3 separate regions of the Mus musculus genome follow, and all the other regions are linked to region 1. Evidence: chromatin contacts called from public Hi-C and HiChIP or PLAC-seq data. All regions are on one chromosome and are shown on one strand. Each heading gives the region's core, a stretch centred on a gene start, on an enhancer-like site or on the middle of the called end of the contact. The rest is flanking DNA. Distances are from core to core; before and after follow the strand shown. Region 1 has its middle 80 kb from the start of Gm46517. Region 2 holds the start of Cdh6 (cadherin 6). Region 3 has its middle 50 kb from the start of Gm46517.

Region 1 (3,760 bases), core at 771-3,270:
CTCTGTGATTTTGCTGCTGATTTGTGTCTAGGGTCTGTGAGAAACTTGCCTTAAGATGCTTTTCCAAGTCTCTGAAAACTTCCTGTGTGTTCAGTTATGTCATTGTACTCTAAGCCTCTGTTCTGCAGATTGTTTGCTCAGATCACACATTGTGAGCACCTGGAGAACTTGTAAAGCCATATATGAGAGTGGGGAGCACTTAGATGGCTGAGGGAGGGAGAACCTGGTCTATATAGAACATGCCCAGTTAGAGTCTACACAGCAAGACCCCACCCAAACATTAAATATAAACTGAAAGTCATAATTGTTTGATATTTCTGGACAGTACCAAGTCATTGTGGGAATCTCTAGTATGAACTTCAATGCTGGCAATTATCTATTTCTGGAGATTAGGTCTCATATAACCCAGGCTATGACTCAAGCCTGCTATGTACCTGAGATGTACCCTGCTATACGCCCTGAACTCCTGATCCCTCCTCCTCAGGGCTGGGATGAACGGCCTCTGCCAGCACATCTGGCTTAGCATTGGCAACTTTTGAACTTTCCTAGCTAAGCTGAGGTACAGCTGGGGTAGATCCGTGGCTTTAACTGCTAATTATGAAGCTGTAGACAAAAAAATTTTCTATCCTCACAGCCAGCAAATTCTTAATATTTTCTGCTCTTAACTATACAATCAAATTTCTCTTCAGTTTTTTCTTAGAGAAAATGTTGTCCCTGTTTTGGTCTTTCTTCAAGAGAGGTTCTTTATGTCCCTTATTTATCTACACACCTTATATCAACAAAAAAAGTCTAACTTATTACTGATAAGGGACAAAAGAAGTATTTCCTGGTCTTTGCACAACTTCTTTAAATAAACAAGTTGCTGGAATCCAAATATCTATTTCCATAGATTGCATGCACCAGGCTGCCTTTTATTTGAAAGGATGTCTATGAGTAAGGGAGACAAAGATACATGAGTAAGGCATGGGGTAAGGGCGTGTGTTTGGGAGTGAGACAGAAACTTTGTCTAGACAACTTGTACCGTGGAAAATTCCTTGGTCTACTCTGAGGAAGCTGTTAAGCCAGGCTGTGAAAATTTGGTCCTGTACTTACAAAAGCATTCCTAAGAGTCATCCTTTCACACCTGTCTGTCATCAACACCCGGAACAAGTCATCTTCACAGAGAATTCTAAAGCTTTTCACAGATCCTTCCCTCGCCCCTAGTCACTGTAAAAGTTTTGAAACAAATTATTATTAATAAATGATATCTAAATATCAATTTTCTTCTCCTAGAATTCCTAGGCAGCCACAAAAACAGAAATAAAGTTATTCCTTTACCTTTTGACTCTGCCTAGAGTCTGAAGCAATTATTGCTAATCCTATGAATTTCAGAAGTATTTGGAGACAAGTGGTCATCTTGCAGTTCCTCGAGATGACATAAACGTACACATTACTGTGCAGGATTTGGAATCAGCGTAAAGCAAAACATACAAGAGGTCGTATATAATAGCTACATGTGCAAAATTATCCCGAATGCACAGAGTTACATCAAAGACAGACGAATGATTAATATGAGAGGCTTATAAGCTTCTCATAGAACGCAGTTGTGCAGAGTTCAGAGACATGCGCACTGGTCTTTCTTTTTCCTGTAGAGCTCCATAACCTCTCTGTTTTCCTCCTGCTTGTACTTCGATGGCAGAGGCTGTCACGTCAGCGTTACTTAGATTATAAACAAGAGCCATCATCTGAGGTCAGGCACTTTGCACAGGCCTTTTAGAAGTGACTTGTCACTCAGAGATTAGCCAGAGCTGAGACATTTCCCTGATTCAGGTCACTGTGGGAATTAGGCTGTAGCTCATGTTAACTGAGGCCTCGAAGGTCACTTGTTAGACCCGATACCTTTTTAAAAATCGATACTTAAGACCGCAGCTTTGGAAGGACCATTGCTTGCCTGAATCCAATAGATGATATGTGAGCGTATGTTTACAGAACATCCTTCACACTGACACAGCTCTGGAAGTAAGCAGGGCAGTGACGAAGTGGTTAATCATTTGCTCCTCGCCTCATGCGTAGCTGAATGTATCATTACTCATCGGCGTCAGTAGGAGCTGTTGCAGGTTTTTCTTTTTTTTTCTTTTCTTTCTTTTTTTCTTTTTCTTTTTACCTTTAGACTGGTGGGTTACAAGAAAAGAAAATATAAATGGTGAATAATGACTAACAGAAGGTACGTGGAGAAATATCGGTGCCGTCGGCCTCCCGTGTTTTTGTTTAACTTTTGCTGGGATTCATTGCCACAGACAAGCATTTGAATGACTTCATGTCAACGGTGTGACAGGCGGCTGAGGCAGCTCAATCCTTCAAACATATTCCTAAAATACGTTGAAGCTATTCGAATGTTCACTATGCATGTAATGTTAAGTAGAGGCTCTCCATCAGTCTCGATGTGTGTGCCCGTGCTCAGACGTGGAAGGGCACATCTAATCAGCTGAGGAATATTTTATGTGTGAGCACTCTAGGGATGCAGATAAGTTTCTCCCTGTATATTTCCACACAGTTAAAATTGTGTTTAAATTTATCTCAGTTACATTTTAGGAAATCGGACGTATTCATTCTGAAAGGGAGAATCTCCCATATACTTGGTCTCATCAGACCAGATTTCTTCTGATCTTGGTGCCAAATCTTACCCTCTCAAGGTCCCAGGGGGAAGAACTATTCTATCATCGTTTCTTCTGGCAAATCCAGAAACTTTGGATTTATCTCCTCCCACAAATATGTCACTTTTCTTGCCTTCTTATCCCATGGATAATTCTTCACCTACTATCTGCTATTCTGCCTTGGTTAATTATCCAAGTGTATCCGTAGCAGTCTGCATTACCCCAATCAGTGAGGATAATACATGGAACATTATGCATTAATCAGGTCCTATCTTTGTTAGCAAACCAACACCCATGTGTGTGCACGTAATCCCTGAGCATCTTAGCCAAGAGTTCTTTGTCCACTGTCTATGAGTCATGCATTTGCCTTTTCAATCTCCATTGTTGGTCTCTATTTTTCAAGGCATTATATTTCTTCCTGGTTTCTAACTCAACAGAGTCATACTATTTTACAAAAAATCCTCAGGGGATATCTGTAACATGGGTCGAGACATCAGATGTAATACTGACTGGCTTGTGTTTCCTGACTGGCAATGATATTTCAAATGTTTGGCCCACGATGAGTCTTTTAAAGCCCTGTCTGGTATGCAGGAGACACTACATCGTGAGAGACTGGGTCTTGAGTTAATTGTTAATTGTCCATCCAACCTCACATCTTATCAGACCGTGACTGTTTGCTGTTCAAACAGAAGACTGTCGTTGTGTTTACTAGTAAATCCAAATTCCTTCTCAGTTACTATTAAACATAAGTTGTGTTGTGTATAATTTTACTCTTATCTTTGCAAGAGAGAAAATATTTAAAAAATTAGTGCGCTAATATTAAGTGATATCTTTGCTGTCTGGGAGTTATCATAGAGGGGTTTCTTCTTTGCAATTTTTTTCTCAGGCTCAGATTTAGAGGGGATGGAGAGATGGCTCAGAGTTTCAGATACCATACTGCTCTTACAGAGGTCACGCTTTCTACCCACATTCATCTCGGCTGGGAATAACGCCTGCAAGCATCGCTCTTGGATGTCTGACAACGTGGGCCTCCAGGGGCACCTGAACTCTTGTGCGTACATATAGCCACATATAGACAGACATATAATTAAACATGAAAGATAAATCTTAAAAAAGTCACGGTGTTA
Region 2 (3,760 bases), core at 335-2,834, 190 kb before region 1:
GCCCCAGACACACTGTTAAAGGAAATAGCTTTTCTGGTTCGCACTGTGTGACTTCAGTAAGTGAAAGTGAAGAGACACAGACCGATAGAGCTTGCAGTGACTATCATAAAAAAAAAAAAGTGTCTTCATAGGAAAAAAATGAGTGGGAGAGAGAAATGTGTGAATGTTCCACGTGATTAAACTTCTTGGTTCTTGAATGTTCTCGGTAGTAGTTAAGTTAGGCAACCAGCCCCTTGCATACAAAGACCCTCACGTAACTTCCCATAAAATATGGATTTTATTGCAGCAGCGACAACATTTCTCAGTACCACATTGACCTCGCCAGCATCTCCCATCTCGAGATGGACCGTAACTCTTGGCAGGCGAATAACTACGGAGGAGGAAGTGACCCCAGCTCTGCGGCATTATAGGACTCCGCAACGACCCGCCTTCATTAAATTCCACATGAACGCCTTGGGGACTTCACTCTTGCATCTGACACCTCACATCAGACGCACCAGACCTCCTGCTCTCCAGTCTAAGGAAGGCATTCTCCCTCAGATGTGTGTGTGTGTGTGTGTGTGTGTGTGTGTGTGTGTGTAGCCTTGGAAGAGCACCAGCGAGCGGCGTCTTCCACATGACTTTTCCCTGGACAGTGTGCTCCATTTTCGAAGTCCAGTGTCGGACTTGCCTTGCAACCTAAGCATTTCTGCTCTATGAAAGCCTGAAGGCATTGCTAGGAACATGCGAGCTAACAGTTTTCTTTAAGCTCGTTCTCTCGGCCAAACCATCTCTGTAAGTTTGCCTTATTGGGAACATTCCAGAGTTTCCCGACTACCTGAATTAATTTCTGCGTTACTCTCAAAGCCATAAAAAAAAAAAAAAATCCCATAACTCAGGCCAAGCAGTCACCACACAGACCCTTGTATTGTTGGGTAGGTGGAAATCAATCAAGCCCCAAACGGCTCCACCGCTCCGGCACTCACTAGCGCCCTTGGTAATTGACCAGCCAACTTTGCAAAGCTAGGGCTCCACTAGCCGCCTCCGCCAGCCCCGCGGAGTGGACCTCGGCAGCAGCTTTCTCTCCTCCACACTGTTCCCTGCCACCCCCCGCAGAACCCTAGGCGTCTCGGTCTTACCAGGCGGCGGAGGAGCGGCGCCCAGGCTCCCCGGGAAGCGGCGCCGGTCCTGGGCAGAGGCAGCAGCGCCACCAATGCAACCGGACTCGCGCGCAAGCCCGCCCGCACCCCAGCTCCCAGCTGAGCATCCCTCCCAACTCCGTGCACCGCAACACCCGGCGCAGAGGACCGCTCTCTTTCTCTGATTGGCTTCCATCAACGCTACGGAATTAAAATAATAGCTATGTATAAAGAAGAAAGAGAAGGCAAGGGAGAAAAGAAACGCACGCACAAGCTCCCGCATTGGCAACAGAGACCGAACCCACCTCGGTTTGCCTTCCGGCTCCTGGGGACACCCTGCCACTCGCCCAGGATGCTCCTGCCTCCACCACGGTCTTCTGCTCTGTGCTTCTTGCTGCTGTGGCTGGAACTGCAGCTCTCGGGATGGGAAGGTTACGGCTCCAGAGAGCTGGCTCTTGTGGGCACACACTGATTTGCAAGTGAATGAAGTGGGAGGGAGCAAAGAGAGGAGGACTTTGTTACAGAGGCCCAGTGCCTGCCCCCGCCCGCCCCCTCCCCTTGACAGAATGACTCCCAGTGTTTGAAGTCCGGAGCAGTTCGCTCTCTGGAACACTCCCGCTGCCCCAGGCTTTCCCTTCCTCTTTTTTCTTATATATTTTTTAGGGGGGACGGCTTAAGACATACTGAGAACTTGTGTGACTCTATCTGATCTTTCTTTTTAAGCTATCAAAATGCACCGTGTTCAATTACCAGCAGCGGTCGGATGTTCTTTTCTAATAGCCCAGGCAATTAAGATTCCCGGGGACACGACATGGTACGGCGTGGCGCTGTGAGCCAGTTTGGGGGGGAGACAGTACGCACGACCTGCACTCGAATAAAATAACCCCGGTCTTCTGAGGTAACAATACCGACGGCTGTTCTGTATAACATAAACAGACGCGAGCAGACAGATTCATGAATGTCAGTCTTTGCTTCTCTCATCTCAAGAACACTTTTTCCCCCCTTGTAGCTTCTGGAGCTCTGGCGCTGTTGCAGAGTGGGTAACCCCAGAGAGCTGTAGCATGAAGTCATATGCCCCCGAGAGTGTAGAAGCGGTTCAAATCCAAACGCCCCGGGCTCATCAATGTCTTCGTGGCTGATCCATCTTTCTAAATGAGCAGATAGCAGGGCACACTGAACTAGCAGAATAGGATATATATTGATATTTAAGACGTATTTGTTGTGTTGAGATCTTTCTGGGAAGTTACTGAAGCAAGATAACGTCTATGTGAAACTCCTTGATACACATAGCTGTCTGGATGGGTGTCCTTATACTCGAGAAGAAGTGACTTCTCTGAAGGGACTAAGCTGCAGAAGTCTTAAACACGTCAAAGCATTGTTAAAGGAGAATCATGCCTTTTCTGCCTAGGAGATGCAGACACGTTGCAGTCAAGCACTATTGGATTAAGAAAATTAAATCTAATTACCACAATGGTTTCACCCCGGGTCAGCCACAGACCCAAGCCAGCTGTTTCTGCATGTTACAAGCTCGCAGCAAGATTTCCATTGCATGGTGCTTTAGTGACATTCCAGCCACTTGGCTTCTGAGTGATCTAACTAGCTAGAGGTCGGTCTTCTTCCCAAGAGAGCTCTTACTAGAAAAAAAAATCTTTTGTGTCCCTAATAGAAGTTGAGGCATTTTAATGAAGCCCAAATCAAAGTATTTCTTCCAGGCAGCCGGTGCTTCAAAGAATTGTATGTGGAACGGTCTTAGTCCAGATGTTCTGCACATGGATGCTGGCAAGATTTGAAAAGCCATCCTTGGGATGAGGAGATAGATGCCTGCAGTTTGCAGAAAGGAGGCTGAACATGGTCTCTTCATGTGGGTATTTGAACTGCAGTGGAGGAGGGATGGGGGAGAGGACAGCTGGTTCACATTCATTCATTCCTCAGGTTGTAGACTTCTTAATTTGAAAGATTACCTTGGTATGTCTGTACAGTCCTTTACAGCTCACAAAGTATTCTTATAGACCATTTGATGGGATTCTTCTGCTAATATGATTTTTTTTTTTGGCAGAAAGGACAGAGGAAATAGATTGATAAAAGCACAGTAAAGGTTAAGGACTATGTCTAAGATAATAAAACTAGGAAGGAACAAAAGGCGAAATACCCAAATGTGTACATGCCAACTAGTGTATATCCACAAAATGTATGCAGATATAATTTACTAACATGTGTGATGATAAATTAATAACGGAACATGTGCGAGTATGTTAAAAACACATTTTGTAAGATTGTCTCTAGCAGACAGATGTATAAATTAACTGATTTTATGCTATATGAAGGGTCATAGTGAAGTAGATTTTCTATCCATCGAAGCAGTTAATGTCTCACGAAGGAAAAAAATCTCTTAATTGTTTGTGATGTATTACCCTTCAAACTCCATTAAGCGGCACATCAAAGGTGGTTAAACAACCTCATTTTATTAAGAGTGGACAATCAGCTCGCTCCTGAGCAGTTTCATGTGGCAGCAGTAAGTGACATGAAGGAGTTTGCAACCCCAGGATATTATTCTAAAAGACTTCATGTGATTCTCAAGACTTCCTACTGACATTTACCACAATGACTACTCATGTCGATAAAAATATCCAGGATTATTTCAT
Region 3 (3,760 bases), core at 834-3,333, 130 kb before region 1:
TAGCTAAAATGTATTGTGAAAAATATAATCTAACAAATATAACTGAGTAAATAAATAAATAAACAAATAAACAAAAAGTTGCATCCTCTAGTTCCGCGCTACTCAGCCTGGACATCAGGAAGAGTCAACAAACTCAGGAATCATGGTGAAGACACACTTAACCATTTGCTTCCAGGAAATGTCAACATTTGAGATAAACTCAGAAATTATTCCCTTATTTCTGATTTCCTTGGTTGTGTGTGTGTGTACGTGTATAACATCTGGAAGGATTTTGTTTTTAATCTGCTAAAAGTCTGAGTGTTTCAAAGAGCCATTTACCTGAGAACATTGCAGTATAGTCAGTCATCCATGTGTGTGCTTCTGTAATATAGCACAAGAGTGAAAGGAAAGGTATTGAAAGGAATTCATGTGGCTGTGAACTGGCATGTGGGCTGTGACTATTGCACAGTGTATTATAATAGTCTCATCCTAAGGTGATCAAAATTGCTCACACAGGTCAGAACTAGGAGTAACAACTACTGGGCATCACTTGCTTGAGATTCTGTGTCCCACCATTTCATAGTTTGCAATCCTTTAAGACAGACAGTTTGCCACCTCTCCTTACTCTTTCTGTCACTCAATTCCATGGGGGAGCTGATGAAACCTCAAACTCTGAAATGTGCCAACCGAAATGTGGCATGATGGTGAAAATAATTAAGAATCCTAATTCTCACATTACTTACCTGCATCCAAATGGGAAATGGTTTTGAAGCCTTTGTGGAGCTTAGGATATATTTATACTTTTGATACTAAATCAAGAAAACCGTGGTGTTGATCACAGGTGGGAGTATCATATTTATAAGTCAATTGTAATTCAATCATGACTTGGGGGACAGAAGGTCCTCGAGGGAAAGCCACATATTTACATGATATATTCCAGTGCTCAGATCTGTATTTGTAAGTCTGTTTCAGCCAAGAGATGTGCAAAATCACAAATGACTGGCCAATTCCCCACTGGGTGCAACTGAGAAACCTTATGAATTCCATTTTTCCACTTATTAAAATTTAATGTTCTAGTATTAATAGAGGCTGTGAACTAGGTCCTTGCCAAGATGTTCAGAAGAGAATCTGAAAATTGGACAGACTTGGCTGGTGTTTGGTAATATTTTGAAATTACGCCCCTTTCCTCTTTTTATCTCTGTACATCACTCTTTTATCTTACACTTGGCTGTTCTTTTACATTACATTATGTCCCTCTTACACCCTCTTTGATAGCCAGCATCTATATCTTTGCAGGGCTTCATTTCCTGTTGTCAAAGGGGAAGGCAATTTGAAGCCTAGGTCCCTGACTTCTTACACCACATCACCTTTTGTCTGGCTTGTCATCCCTTCTGGCTTCTTCTCCCTAATTCCATTCTTTCTTTATCTTGACTTATTCTCCAAATGTCGCCATGAATGATGCTCCAGAAATGCAGGCCTGTTCCCATTTCTTCTTCCTTACAGCAGTTCTGTTGTCTTCTCCTTGCTCTCAGAATGAATCCCTGAGTCCTAAACAAGGTCATTGAATCTGGATTTGTGGTCTGGCATCAATTTATGGCTGTGCGACTTGACTTAGCCACATTTCAGTTTCATTACACCTCTGACTCTCATCATTTGCTGCAGTTATGGTCTGTAAAGTTCTCTCGCATGCTGTCTTAGTGGGTACCAAGTCATTACTCCTTAAGGAAGCAGGTTCCTGCGAGCCTCCCACCACAGCATTTTGTCAACAGAAGAATACATATCTTTATGTGTGTTTCTGCAGTTGACTTAACACACCCTGGATTCTTTACTGTTGAACTTATGGTCCACAGCCCTGTCCAGATGTGGCTTAGTTAACATATAAATTGTCCCCAGCCACATCATCAAATCATACTTATACTTAAAAACACGAGATGGTATTTCAACATGCCAAATAGAATGATATTAAAGGTAAAATCGCGCAAAAACAGCACAACCATTTTACAAAGATGGCCCTTAAATGGACTGGGAAAACACTGTCTGCTCAGTGTAAGATACAGGAGAAGGAAGGTCAGAGTTCCCTAGTTCACCTTCAGTGGGGAACAAGGGTGCATGCTGGGTGACTCAGGCTTTTCTTTACCTGCATTGTCTAAGTCACTGGAAAATGTGGTTACTCACCCTGAAGTTAAACATAACGTTTAGCAGTTACGTAAATCTGAAAATCTAGAATCTATTAATAATAAGACTGACAAAATGAAAAGGAATGTCTACAGCAGACATTTTGATTTTCTGTCACCGTGTCTACTTTGTTGGCCAAGCTCTGAGTTTGAAGGAATTGAATCCACTGTTAATGGATAACCATGAGCTCAGAGGGAAAGCAGTAGACTCTCGAGAATTTACAGACACTTGAAACACTCATGAGAACTCTTCCTTCTTTTCTAGTCAAAGGCCCAGAGGAGTGTGGGTTTCTGTCTCGTTAGCAGGAGGGAGGAAAAGGAGAGAGGAAGATATTTTTTGTCTATCATTTTTACTTTTATTTTGGTTTTTGGAGATGGGATTTCTTTGTGTTGCCCTGGCTGTTGTGGAACTAGCTCTGTAAAGGAGAGCATCCACATGCCTCTGCCTCTGCCTCTCGCCTCTCTGCCTCTCTGCCTCTGCCTCTCTGCCTCTCTGCCTCTCTGCCTCTCTGCCTCTCTGCCTCTCTGCCTCTCTCTCTGCCTCTCTGCCTCTCTGCCTCTGCCTCTCTGCCTCTCTGCCTCTGCCTCTCTCTCTGCCTCTGCCTCTCTCTCTGCCTCTGCCTCTGCCTCTCTCTCTGCCTCTCTCTCTGCCTCTCTGCCTCTCTGCCTCTCTGCCTCTCTGCCTCTCTGCCTCTGCCTCTCTGCCTCTCTGCCTCTCTGCCTCTCTGCCTCTCTGCCTCTCTGCCTCTCTGCCTCTCTGCCTCTCTGCCTCTCTGCCTCTCTGCCTCTCTCTGCCTCTCTGCCTCTCTGCCTCTGCCTCTCTGCCTCTCTGCCTCTCTGCCTCTCTGCCTCTCTGCCTCTCTGCCTCTCTGCCTCTCTGCCTCTCTGCCTCTCTGCCTCTCTGCCTCTCTCTGCCTCTCTGCCTCTCTGCCTCTCTGCCTCTCTGCCCCTCTGCCTCTCTGCCTCTCTGCCTCTCTGCCTCTCTGCCTCTGCCTCTCTGCCTCTCTGCCTCTCTGCCTCTCTCTGCCTCTCTGCCTCTCTGCCTCTCTGCCTCTCTGCCTCTCTGCCTCTCTGCCTCTCTGCCTCTCTGCCTCTCTCTGCCTCTCTGCCTCTCTGCCTCTCTCTGCCTCTCTGCCTCTGCCTCTGCCTCTCCAGTGCTGTCATTAAAGGTATACACAGACACCACTGGCTTTTTTTTTGTTTGTTTGTTTTTAATGTCCTGTGAGGGGCATTTTTAGAAATTTATTTATTCTTCTTCTTTTTTTTTTTTGTGCATTGGTGTTTTACCTGTTTGTATGTCTGTGCAAGGGTGTCAAAGCCCCTGGAGTTACAGAGAGTTTTGAGTTGCCAGGGCCATCAGTAAGAGTATCCAGTGCTTTTTAACCACAAAGCCATCTTTCTAGCCCTTGCTATGTGATTGCTGAGAAAAGACATCCAGTAGAAACCGTGCTCCTTTTTGTTTTTGTTTTTGTTTTTGTTTTTGATAGGTTCTACTTTTACTTGGAATAGCAGACAACAGAGGTGGCCTCTGAAACTATGTGGCAAAACAGAGGTAAGGATTTTGAGGACACTGATAAGAAATCAAATTAATCATCAAAACTTTCTTG

Evidence for each region. Hi-C and Micro-C count contacts between places; a contact is called where the count stands out from the background. HiChIP or PLAC-seq counts read pairs in DNA pulled down with a chosen protein or histone mark.
Region 2: a contact with region 1 is called in an H3K27ac HiChIP or PLAC-seq map of extraembryonic endoderm stem cells, with 5 times the contacts expected there. The contact joins the promoter of Cdh6 here to the enhancer-like site in region 1. A contact is called at or near these places in 6 of 39 promoter capture datasets (frontonasal cranial neural crest, liver, maxillary cranial neural crest and 2 more), 8 of 484 Hi-C or Micro-C datasets (the AML12 cell line, cerebral cortex, cortical neurons and 2 more) and 5 of 115 datasets of contacts at active chromatin or transcription factors (embryonic stem cells, extraembryonic endoderm stem cells, kidney and 2 more).
Region 3: a contact with region 1 is called in a Hi-C map of pancreatic cancer cells. The contact joins two enhancer-like sites. A contact is called at or near these places in 2 of 484 Hi-C or Micro-C datasets (nephron progenitors and pancreatic cancer cells) and 1 of 115 datasets of contacts at active chromatin or transcription factors (extraembryonic endoderm stem cells).

What each region holds. Positions count from the first base shown.
Region 1 is chr15:13,365,756-13,369,515 of GRCm38.p6, forward strand. No RefSeq gene overlaps it. Among named protein-coding and RNA genes, the nearest start is that of Gm46517, 80 kb to the left of the region's middle. Within about 2 kb of position 2,021, at least 24 of the 459 cell types and tissues checked have an H3K27ac peak or open chromatin away from gene starts, as enhancers often do. A contact at or near this core is called in the AML12 cell line, extraembryonic endoderm stem cells and pancreatic cancer cells, where this site is marked.
Region 2 is chr15:13,172,091-13,175,850 of GRCm38.p6, forward strand. It overlaps Cdh6 (cadherin 6), which reads right to left and starts at 1,585. Exons shown (of 12, transcript NM_007666.4): 1 at 1,424-1,585.
Region 3 is chr15:13,234,983-13,238,742 of GRCm38.p6, forward strand. No RefSeq gene overlaps it. Among named protein-coding and RNA genes, the nearest start is that of Gm46517, 50 kb to the right of the region's middle. Within about 2 kb of position 2,084, at least 10 of the 459 cell types and tissues checked have an H3K27ac peak or open chromatin away from gene starts, as enhancers often do. A contact at or near this core is called in pancreatic cancer cells, where this site is marked.